Linked DNA regions of Mus musculus: region 2 is linked to region 1. The links are chromatin contacts, called in public Hi-C maps. All regions are on one chromosome and are shown on one strand. Each heading gives the region's core, a stretch centred on a gene start, on an enhancer-like site or on the middle of the called end of the contact. The rest is flanking DNA. Distances are from core to core; before and after follow the strand shown.

Region 1 (5,822 bases), core at 2,679-5,178:
CCACATTATAACCCGTAGAAGTTAGGATGACCAAAGTGTGGATGCTTCAATCCTACATAAAAGGGGCAACAAAATAATCACAAGAGGTAAAGGGAGGGAGAGACATAGGAGAGAGGAAGGGGAGGGGGCAGTAGGACCATGAAAGGCAGCCTGGTCCCTGATCAAGCACAGGAAACCCCGGTGACCCTCAGGGACAGGCAGGCATTTTTGCCACGCTCCCAGACACTAGGCTCCTGACATGAGGCCGCAGCCCTCCATAGAGTGATGTCCTTCTGTCACTTAAGGGCAACACCCCAAGTCCCTCCACAGGTAGAGATGTGACCACAGGTCACATCGCATCAAGACAAATCTTCATTTTAATGAGGTATCTAAAAGCCTGGAGGCTTAGCCAATAAACTCCCCTTCCCAGATGCTTCTCCCTGCAAAAGGTATTTAACCTCAAGGGGTACAGTTTTATTCATTTACTCTCTGCCATGACAATAAACGTCTTAAAACCATGGGCTGCCTTTTTTCATTGGGATCCACCATGGGGAGCAATGAAGCATGCCTTTGCCTAAAGAGTCTCCTCTAATCTCTCGCAAGAGGCCTCTCAGCGCTCCTAGCCACAGCCTCCACCAAGGAAAGCCACCCACCAAACAAGCCAAGGACTCTCTCCTCCCCACAGAACCCAGCCAAAGCTCTCCCCTCTTCCCCCCTTGGCCCTGGGCTAGATCCAGCCCGCAGGCCCCCACTCCCTTCTCAGCTCTTTCGTGGCATCCAGCAGCGCCTTGGTGCCTAAGAGCTTGAGAACCAGAAGGCCCCAGCCTCCCTGTAGGGGGACCCCTGAACCAGCTCCAGCAGTCCCTAGGGAACTCAGACTGTGCTCCCCCACCCCCGAGGGGTGTCCCGAGGCTTCCCATAGCCCGAAATCTGCCCAGTGCCAGCGTCGAATAAGTGCAGTCAAAACTTTCCGTCTCCCAAGCAGCAGGACCCTGAGCAGATGTGGGACACCACAAACGCTACAGGGCAGGATCAGGTATACAAGGGACAGGTAACAAGTATATAGGGGTCAGGAAGTTGAATAAAAATATGTAGTAGTGGGAAGTGGGGAACTGGGGGTAGCCACTAGAATGTCCCAGATGCCAGGGAATCGAGAGGCTCCCAGGACTCAATGGGGATATTAGCTTAAATACCCAACAAAGGGGAGATAGAACCTGTAGAGACCACCTCCAGTAGATAGGCATGGCCCCCAGTTCAGGAATGGGGCCACCCAACCAAATCAAAAATTTTAACTCTGTCTAAAGGAAATACAGGGACAAAAAGTGGAGCAGAGACTGAAGGCCATCCAAAAACTGCCTCACCTAGGGATCCATCCCATGTACAGACACCAAACCCGACACTATTGCTGATGCCAAGAAGTGCTTGCTAAGAAGAGCCTGGTATGGCTGTCCCCTGTGAGGTTCTACCAGCACCTGACCAATACATATGCAGATACAGCCAACCAGTGGCCTGAGCCTAGGGACCCCAATGGAAGAGCTAGGACAAGGACTGAAGGAGCTGAAGGGGGTTGTAACCCCATAGGAAGAACACTATCAACTAATCGGACCCCTCAGAGCTCCCAGGGACTAAACCACCAAGCAAAGAGTATACATGGAAGGACCCATGGCTCCAACTGCATATGTAGCAGAGGATGGCCTTGTCGGGCATCAGTGGAAGGGGAGGCCCTTGGTCCTGTGAAGGCTTGATGGTCCAGCTTGAGAGGATGCTAGAGCAGTGAGGCAGGAGTGGGTGAGTGAGTGGAGGAGCACACTCCTAGAGGCAGGGGAGAGGGGATGGGATGGGGGGGGGGTTGCAGAGGGAAAACCAGGAAGGGGACATTTGCCATGTAAATAAATAAAATAGCCAATTAAAAAAAAAGTTCTGGGTTCAGTTTCTACACCACACATAAGAGTCTTTGTTTTAGTTGGGTGTAGTGAAACATGGGAGGCAGAGGCAAATGTGTCTCTGTGAGGTCCATGCCTGCAGGAGGACAGAGTTAAAACCCTGCCTCAAAGCAAAAACTTATCCTGGTAAGGATACAATCTATTTACGTTTGGTTGCTAATGACTTTCCTAATAAACAATGACCTCATTTAGGGTCATGAAAGTTTACCTGTCCATTACAAAACATTTGCGTGGTTTTAGCTCTTAAGTAGAGGCCTTTGGTCTGTGGTGTTTACATGCTGTGTGGTACAGGAGTTCTAGCGTCCCCTCCATAATCTGTTCTAGACTTGTTCCACTGCTGTTGGAGATACCTCCTTACAGTTCTCTCAGGTTGCTTAGTTCTTGTGTGTCTCCCTGTGTTGTGATCCAGCGACATATTTTTATCTGTGGCCTCACTTCCCCTGAGGCTGGTATCTCACACGACCATCGGTGCAGGTGCCCAAATGCACAGCCAAGCCAAAACCCAAACCAAGGCAATAGAACAAAGGCAACGGGACTTCACAAACCATCTTCCTGCTCTCTCTTCATTGGGTAACGGAATACCAGCAGCTATCACCCATCACTACCCTACATTCCATTTCCACAGATGCACACGTGGACACATACAGACACGCATGCACACACAGGTACACACAACACAGACGCATACACGCACATTTACACAAAGCCAAAACCCTACACTTCAACCCCTGAGAGTCCCAGAGCCCTCCTTCCTCACGGAAGCACATTTCCAGTGGGTACACGGTGACTCACGGCATCTGACTCTGAGGGGAAAATTAGGTTTTCTTACAGAGATTAGAAAGAAGTAAAAAACTGAAATACTGCATCTGCAGCCCACCTGAAGCCATCAATGGTCACCTCCAGGACTGTCGGATTTTTCTGTCCACAGAGTTTTTCTGTGTAGCCCTGGCTGTCAGACCAGGCTGGTCTTGAACTCAGAGATTCACCTGCCTCGGCCTCCTGAGTACTGGAACTAACGTCGCATGCCACCAGGACCTGGGTGAGTGAGGTGGTCTTATTTAATTAATGCCACTGTCCACTTTCCGTCTTCAAGCATAATTTCATATACTGCTTCATCTGTAAATATTTTGACATATATCTTTTTTAAAAATGTGGCCATTTTTAAAGAAACATCACCATACCATTATATCAAAAATTAATGAAAGCCCAGTGCTCAGGAAGCAGAGGAAGGCGGAACTCTGTGGGTTCGAAGGTCAGTGTTCCAGGACAGCCAGGATTAGAGTGACTTAGCCTCGAACGCAACAAAAGCCACCCACTAAGGCTAATTTTTTGCTTGGTTGGTTGGGTTTTGGGGTTGTTTGTTTGTTTGTTTGTTTTGTTTTGTTTTTTTCGAGACAGGGTTTCTCTGTATAGCCCTGGCTGTCCTGGAACTCACTCTGACCAGGCTGGCCTCGAACTCAGAAATCCGCCTGCCTCTGCCTCTCAAATGCTGGGATTAAAGGTGTGTGCCACCACTGCCCGGCTCACTAATTTCTTAATCATGTTAAGTACCTAAGTCCTTAAATTTTTAAATTAATCTTTGATTTAAAAATATTCTTTTTATGAGGCTGAAGAGATGGCTTAATGGTTAAGAGCACTGACTGCTCTTCCAAAGGACCTGGGTTCAATTCTCAGTACCCATGTGACAGGGCACAATTGTGGTAAATCTCCAACCCAAATAAGCCCATGCAAGGAAAGCACGACTCAATTAATATGATTACAAGCTGCGCGCCTAGATTGGGCCGATCACCACTGCACTACTCTATCCCCCAGCTATGAGATCCCTGCTACTTGCGGTTTCTCCAGGCCATGTGCTTCCGCTCCATTTTCCTTCCACCTCCTCCTCTTCCAGCTTCCTCTCTCTCCTTTTCACCCCTCCCCCCTCTAAAACTTTCAGCTCCACCTTTCCCTTCCACTGCCCAATCACCAGCTCTAGCCTTTATTTTACAAGTTAAAAAAGGGAGAAGGCTCACCGGAAGTCACCTGAGAACAGGATTCACCCCTCCCCCCAAGGCAGCCCCTCTTGCTGAAGCAGAATTAGCATCAAAATACAAACAACACCAAAGCAATCCACCACGCACAATTGTCCAAAATCTGACACCCTCACACAGGCATACATGCAGACAAAACACCAATGTATATAAAATAAATAAATTATTTTTTAAAATACATTTTATGTCAGGCCTTAGTGGCACACATTGAGTCCCAGCACTTGGGAGGCAGAGGCAGGATGATCTCTGAGTTTAAGGCCAGCTTAAGCTACAAACAAGTTCACAGAGAAACCCTGTCTTGGAATATATATATGTTCCACAAATAAATAAAACCTTTTTATTTCTGGTAATTGCGTACTTCAGTCCCTCTAACCTATTAGTTCAAGTCCAGCTCTTATTGCCCAGTGTTTAGATTGTTTGTTTCTTGAAACAGAATTTCTCTGTGTAGCCCTGGTTATCTTGAAACTCTGTAGACCAGGCTGGCCTCAAACTTAGAAATCCGCCTCCGGGGCTAGAGAGATGGCTCAGTGCTCTTCCAAAGGTCCTGAGTTCAAATCTCAGCAACCACATGGTAGCTCACAACCATCTGTAATGAGATCTGATGCCCTCTTCTGTTGCATCTGAAGACAGCTACAGTGTACTTAAATATAATAATAAATGAATCTTTAAAAAAAAAGAGAGAGAAAAAAAAGAAATCTGCCTTCCTCTGCCCCCCCCCCAAGTTCTGGGATTAAAGGCGTGTGCCACCACGACCGGCTACACACTGTGTGTTTTGCTGGTCCTGTACCTTGGTCCTCTGACACACTCTCTGGATCTAAAGTATGAATGGATGCAGACTTTGTGACAAGAAAACTCCTACTGTGTGCTTTTATTACACCTGGCTGACTGCACATTGCAGCATTGACGCTTAATGACTGAATCAGTCGAGGGGTTATAATGATGATGTTTTAATTGTCTCATGCACTTATATAATGTCTGAAACGTACAAGAAGAAATTTTTAGGCTGGAGATATAGTAGAATACTTGCTTAACATGTAGGAAGCTCTGAGTTCAGCTTACCACCGAGACTAACTAGCGCTCAATCCACAAAACCCACTTGTTGGAAAGAGGATAAACTTCTGTGAGTTGTCCCACACGGCCCCAGAGACATTCTATGGGCTTAAGATTTCCGTGTTGCAATTCCATTCAGTCCCTCACCAAAAGGAAGCAGGGTTGGCTTTTGGAGGTCCTATATCCATAGACTAGCCTCAGATCACAGCAATACCCCTGCCTCAGCATTCCAAGTGCTGGGATTACAGCGTACCCCCACACCTGGCTTGGAATCACCTATCTCTAGGGGTTGGGGAACAAGCTGGACATGGTAACAGATGGTAATTCAGGTAGGCTGAGGCAGGAGAATCACTGTAAGACCGTGTGAGGTATAGGGTGGAAAGAGGGTTACTACAGATGGGAAGCAGGAACTGAGGTCTAAGTCTTTAAGGTGAGATCGATGCTCAACAAGACTTTCAATTCAAATTCAAGACCTCAGAATTCTTTTAAACTCTTTTAAACAGGGATTCTCTGTATAGCCCTGGCTGTCCTGGAACTCACTTTGTAGACCAGGCTGGCCTCGAACTCAGAAATCTGCCTGACTCTGCCTCCCGAGTGCTGGGATTAAAGACCCGGATGTTAAATCCTATTTATACTTTCTCCAAACATCACATGTCCTCCCACAGGTCTTGTCTCAGCCAAACACCAAGTGAAGCTGTATCACCTGAAATATCCAGAAACTTCCACTTCAGACGTTGGAGCCTACTTCTCTGGGATTCCAATATACAGAAGATCAACGGAGACACTCCGGCTTGTGGACTGAGGGACTACTGGATTCTTG
Region 2 (5,991 bases), core at 1,604-4,103, 1.7 Mb before region 1:
CCTAGATTGGGCCGATCACCACTGCACTACTCTATCCCCCAGCTATGAGATCCCTGCCACTTGCGGTTTCTCTAGGCCACGTGCTTCTGCTCCATTTTCCTTCCACCTCCTCCTCTTCCGGCTTCCTCTCTCTCCTTCCTCTCCGCTCTCCCCCTCCTCCTTTCTCTCCCTTTCTCTAAAACTTTCAGCTCCACCTTTCCCTTCCACTGCCCAATCACCAGTTCTAGCCTTTATTTTACAAGATAAAATGGGGAGAACGTTCACATGAAGTCACGTGAGTTTGTGATTCACTCCTTGTCCGAGGCAGCCTCTCTTGGGGAAGTGGAATTAGCATCAAAATACAAACAGGGCAATTTATAACAAGTTATTTCTTCCCAGGTCAAAAAGGTCCTTTTTCAGCTGCATGTCTGAACAAACATTATTGGTCCTGAAGGATGGTATTCCTTCATCCTCTGCCCAATCATGTAACACCAGGGCTCGAGAGCCCCATATATACCCTGAGCCCCTCATTTCTAACCTGCAGAGCAAGGAAGGCTGTGATCCGATCTGGGTCTAGACTCTGTGTTTACATCGGTGGCACGATTTCTGGCGGTCTCCTGGGGTTCCCAAGAACTGGGCATAACAAGAGCAAACATGGACATAGAGAGCAGGCAGCCCTACTCCCACCATCTTAAATCTCTGAGATTCCTGCGGTCTGAGCATGCTCCACCTCACCAATCCAGTGCCCATCTGGTGGCACAATCCACATGCCCTACAAGGGTGTATTTTGGCTCACAGTTGAAGGTAAGTCAGTTCTGTCAGGGAAGTAAGTCCAAGAGCTTATAGCAGCGGGTCACGGCATAAGAAGGCAGGAAGCAGAGAGGGATAGAAGCATCCATACAAGCACTGGACTTGCTTTCTCCATCTTTTACAGTCCAAGATCCCCTGTCCCCCAAGCCATCCCCCACACAATAAGGTGGCCTTTCCCACGTTAATTACTGTCATCAAAATAATTCTCTATAGGGATGCCCAGAGGCACTAAAATCTCCTAGGTGATCTTGTATTCTGTCACACTGACAGCCCCAGCCATTACCCTCTGTGCCCTACATGATACATTGTCACATTGATACATGATACAATGTTGTTCCCACCACCACCACCACCACCTGTGCACTTTTCCAGAGGATCATGGGAAGGCATACTGTAACAGGAAGATCTGGACCACTATGATTTGGAAGGGAAAGGGGGTCACTTTACCACCTCATAATCTCCTAAAAACGTCCTCACTTACATCGTCTCAGCTTTTTGGCCAGGCTAGCCAATCATTCCAGGCTAGCCAATCAATGAGCTTCAAGTTCAGTGAGAGACTTTTGTCTCAGAACATGAAGTGGAAAACTATTGAGGATGACATTGGACCTCGGCATTTGGCTTCCATATGCACTCGCACAAGCACATTCGCCAGTATACACGTGAACACATACATACCACACACACTCCACATATAAACAGCAAGTTCTGCAGCTGGTGAGGTACATGAAGAAGGGTGTACCTCAAACCACCTTAGGCAAAACATAAATTCTACAATCCACCACACTGGGAATTTCAAAGGTGGGTGTGGCTAAGGTGGGGGCCTTGGAGGGCGGTCTGGCAGAGAAAGTTTCTGATTGGCTGATTTGGAACACGTGCCCCTAACCAATCTGTGTGACTAGAAGGATGGGCTGCCTTCATTGGTCAGTCTAGCTAGTAGCTATAGTGGGCTGGAAGATGCTGTGTGGACAAACAACTGATGTGACTGTCCACACCAACCTTGTTCACAGAAGTCTCCTCCAGTGACCTGATGTCACCACACTTGGGGATTGCTAATTCGTCAAGAGCCCCAGCCTGAGGCTAGATCAGTCCTCACACTTTAAGAACACTTACTTCTGATTCCTGCTCTCATGTACCGTGTGTGATGGTCTGTCTGTCTGTCTGTCTCCGGGTGGCTGGAATTTTCGTCCAAAAGTAACAACCACCAAATTTTTGCAAATAAGTAAGAAACAAACAGAGTAGGTTCTGTTGGACTGAGAATGAGTGGACAGGAAGAGGCACGGTGGCCTGCAGAGTCGCGGATTCTTTCTTCCCCCTCTCAGTACCCACTGCTTCCAGAGCAGCTCCTAAGTATACACTTCTTTCTCCGTGTCCTTTGTTCGCTGTCTACAGCTAGGCTGAAGGTAAATCTGCACCCTGAGTCTTTGTCAAGGGCTGTTGGGTTAGTGGGGTGTCCCACATCCAATCGGGGCTCAGGCCGCGGGAAGTTTTGACTGCGCTTACCCCACAGCGCCCCGCAGGCATCGGGCTATGAAAAGCCGTTGGACACTGCTTGGGGGGGGGGCGCAGTCTGAGGTCCCCAGGGACTGCTGGAGCTGGCTCGGGGGTCCCCAGGCCTGCAAGGAGGCTGGGGTCGTCTGGTTCCCGAGCTCTTGGACACCCAGACTCGGCTGGATGCTGCGAAAGAACTGATTGGGGGCCTGCGGGCTGGATGTAGTCCGGGGTCGATGAGGAAAGGCAGGGAGAGCTTGGGCTGGGTTCCAGGGGGGAGAGAATCCTTGTCTTGTTTGGCAGAGTGGCTTGGCTTGGTGGAGGCCATGGCTGGGAGCGCTGAGAGGCCTCCTGCGAGAGATTAGCGGAGGCTCTTTAGGCAAAGGCCTGCTCCATTGCTCCCCAAGGCGATGAAAAGAGACAGTCCATGGTTTGAAGGCATTTATTGTCATGGCGGAGAGTTGTGCTGAGTAAAACCATACCCCACTTTCTCAGTGCCGCCCTGAGGTTAAATACCTTTTGCAGAGAGGAGTGTCTGGGAACTGGAGTTTATTGGCTAAGCCTCCAGGCCTTCAGGTACCTCATTAAAATGGAGGTCTGTCTTGAGGCTATGAGACCACAGGTCAAATCCTCTACCTCTGGAGGGGCTTGGGGCGTTGCCTTTATGTGAGTGATGACCACAGAGCTATGAAGAGCTGCAGCCTTATGTCAGAAGCCTGGTGTCCAGGAACATGGCAAAACGCCTACCGTTTCTTGCAGGGTGATCTCCTGCGAGGCCACCAGGATTTCCAACCTAGCTCAACCAGAAACTGGGCTGCCTTTCACCATCCTACAAAGGGCAGCTGAGGCTCAGGGGGATGTGAGGTGTGCAGATTCGGCAGACAACATTTTATCCACTCCTCTGAAAGCTGAACTGAATTACCACCATTGTATACTTAGTTGTGATTCATTCCAGAGATCCAAGATCACAATTGTGGATGCTCATAGCTTCTTTACTTACAAAGATGAAAGGGGAGACCACCACACTCCCACTAACCAGGGAGCAGGGCAGCAGGTTGTGGCATATCCATTCAATGAAATCCTATTGGGCAGTAAACTAATGAAGTCCTGATGCTAGCTAGCCACAGCAGGCGAGCTGTGGGAACCAAGCTGTGGGAATGCGGGTGCCAAGGGAACAAAGCCAGTGTAAAAAGCTGTGTGGTGCAGGATTCAGCTTCCATGTATGATGTGGAGAATGGGCAGGTCTACGGAGATGCTAAGAAAGTTGTTAGCTGTTGTTAGGGGCTTGAGGGGGGTGGGGCAGGGAAGGGAATGTGTCTGTGTCTGTTCCTGGGTGCACAGTTCGCTATTGAATTAGATGTTGGTGATGGATTAATATACACAACGATGTGAATGTATTGAAACTGTACATGTTAAAAGGGTAACTTATGGGGCTGGAGAGATGGCCCAGAGGTTAAGAGCACTGGCTGTTCGTGCTGAGGACCCAGGTTCAATTCTCAGCACCCATATGGCAGCTTATAACCACCTGTAACTTCAGTTCCAGGGGACCTGACACTCTCTTCTGGCTCCTCAGGCACCAGGTACACATCTGGAACATCTGGATAGATACATGCAGGCCAAACACTCCTGCACACATAAGTAAATACACATTTCAGGCTGACCTGTTTGGGGTGTGAGTTCTCTCAGGTCAAGAGGGCTCCTGTGGGTGCACAGTTTGTGAATGGCGGAAGTGCACTTTGACCTTCATGGCTTGTGGCTGCTTTAGAACAAGCCTAGGATTTCTTACCTTGTCTTGGACCTGACCTTGGGCCAGCATCTGACCTCAGCCTGCTATTCGGTGAGGTGGGATGGGACGGTCTAGGCCCTGGGGTATGGAGGAGTCTGATACTCATACAGAGATGGTGGGAGTGGAGGGGGAGAGGCATTCCCATCGGAAATTCCCTTCCTCTCTCTTTCCTGTAAGAGCGGCCAGGCTCTTCCAAACCTTATCTGCCCTTCCAAGCTCTCCACAGAGCTCCCAGGTCTGCAGGTGCAGCCCAGGTCTGCAGGCGCAGGACAGACATGCAGAGGCAGATACCCGAGTGCCCAGCTTGAGGCTCAAATGTCTGCCAGAACCTTCTGGAAAAATCAGAGTCTGTTCCAGGACCCACTTCCCACTGACCTCCTTAAAAGGTCTCTTGTTTCCCCTTGGCTGATGTTTTGGACCTACTGTGTGCAGCAGTCTCTTGGGAACATTCTCTCTGCTTCCTTTTATTCTTCCTTTCTTTACTTCCTGGTTGTACCTTTTCCAAAATGAAATTTAAGTTACACGGGGTGTGTACCAATACGATTTCTTTTAGATGCCTTTAAATAACTCTGACTCAACATTTTCCTCCCTTCGCATTGAGAGGGTGCTCTCCTGCATACAGTCTTCCTTGGTTCCTGTGTGCTATAGTTGACCCATGCCCATGGATGAATAGCTGAACACATGTAATTTTTTCTTCATGGCCAACACCCCAGTTATCTTTCTATTCTCGACCCTTGTGTACCTGGGCACACGTTTCTCCAGGACAGATACTGCCCTGGTGTGGATCTGTTGGGTCACAGGGTGTGGACATTTAACATCTCAACAAACATGACCAACTGTTCGCCACTGTCACTTAGCCAACTAAATTCCCACCAGTAGAACACTCAAGACCCTTTCCCCAACTTCAGTGCCAAGTCTGGAACTCATCCGACTTAAAATGTCTTGTCAATAGGTGTGTCTCAAGGCGTTGCTAATTTATATTTCCATTGGTGTTTTCTAGGTTGCTGGAGTCAGAGGGGAACTCAGAAGTTGGGGTTTGATAATAATAAACCCAATTGTATTATCTGCTGTGTGACCTGGGACACAATCAGGGACCATTCTGGTCTTGGACTTGTTCTTGTATTGCAGAGGACAGTGCAGGAGCAACCACACATTTAGAACTTACGGAATGTGACCCACCAGTTGGTACAACCGCAATGGTGTGCTGTGGGGCAATGGGCTATACACAGACAGCCTAGTCTTCAGTCGAGCTGAGGTCATGAACTCTGGTAGGACCTGGTGGTGATAATTCACCTACATGGGATGGAAGGCATTCCCTCATGTCTCCTGGACCCCTGGCTCCTGTTGAAGTTACTCTTGTTCACTCCCCGCCAAGTGGGGTCAGTGGCTTCACGCAGCCAGATGCCCACTCGGGTCTAGTGGAAAGTGTCCAGCAGTCCTCCTGTGTCTGCCCACCTAGAGCACAGGAACTCTGGCCAGATATGGGCTCTCCCCCTCCCCCTATCCCCTCCATCCCCCAGGCCCACAGTGTGTCTTGGAAAGGCAGAGCCCTGAGGATGTCGTGTCCTGGGGATGTCATGCTCTCAGTTGTATGAAGACTCTAATGGGTTTCCAGCCCCACACTGGGTAGAGTCACTGACTCTGAAAAAGCAGTGGTTGATCTTCCCCCAGCATTGCCCCATTGCTGCTGGAGCAGATTAACAATTCCTCCACCCCACTCAGAAAGAACTTAGAGATGTATATTGTTAGCCACGATCACTGATCACCACTCGGAGACAGAATTTGGAGATCTAGATGGTTGGTAAAGCTAGGTTAAGATGTCTTTTGCTAGTGGCTCTGATGTAGAAAAATCTTAGGGATCAGTCTGCAGCTCAGAAGGACACACTCTTACCAATTGAGCTAAGGCCTTTTTAAGGTCAGGGAACAAG

Evidence for each region. Hi-C and Micro-C count contacts between places; a contact is called where the count stands out from the background.
Region 2: a contact with region 1 is called in a Hi-C map of trophoblast stem cells, with 22 times the contacts expected there. The contact joins two enhancer-like sites. A contact is called at or near these places in 2 of 484 Hi-C or Micro-C datasets (embryonic stem cells and trophoblast stem cells) and 1 of 115 datasets of contacts at active chromatin or transcription factors (embryonic stem cells).

The regions. Positions count from the first base shown.
Region 1 is chr4:133,954,642-133,960,463 of GRCm38.p6, reverse strand. No RefSeq gene overlaps it. Among named protein-coding and RNA genes, the nearest start is that of Hmgn2, 10 kb to the left of the region's middle. Within about 2 kb of position 3,928, at least 9 of the 459 cell types and tissues checked have an H3K27ac peak or open chromatin away from gene starts, as enhancers often do. A contact at or near this core is called in trophoblast stem cells, where this site is marked.
Region 2 is chr4:135,669,398-135,675,388 of GRCm38.p6, reverse strand. No RefSeq gene overlaps it. Among named protein-coding and RNA genes, the nearest start is that of Ifnlr1, 14 kb to the left of the region's middle. Within about 2 kb of position 2,853, at least 10 of the 459 cell types and tissues checked have an H3K27ac peak or open chromatin away from gene starts, as enhancers often do. A contact at or near this core is called in trophoblast stem cells, where this site is marked.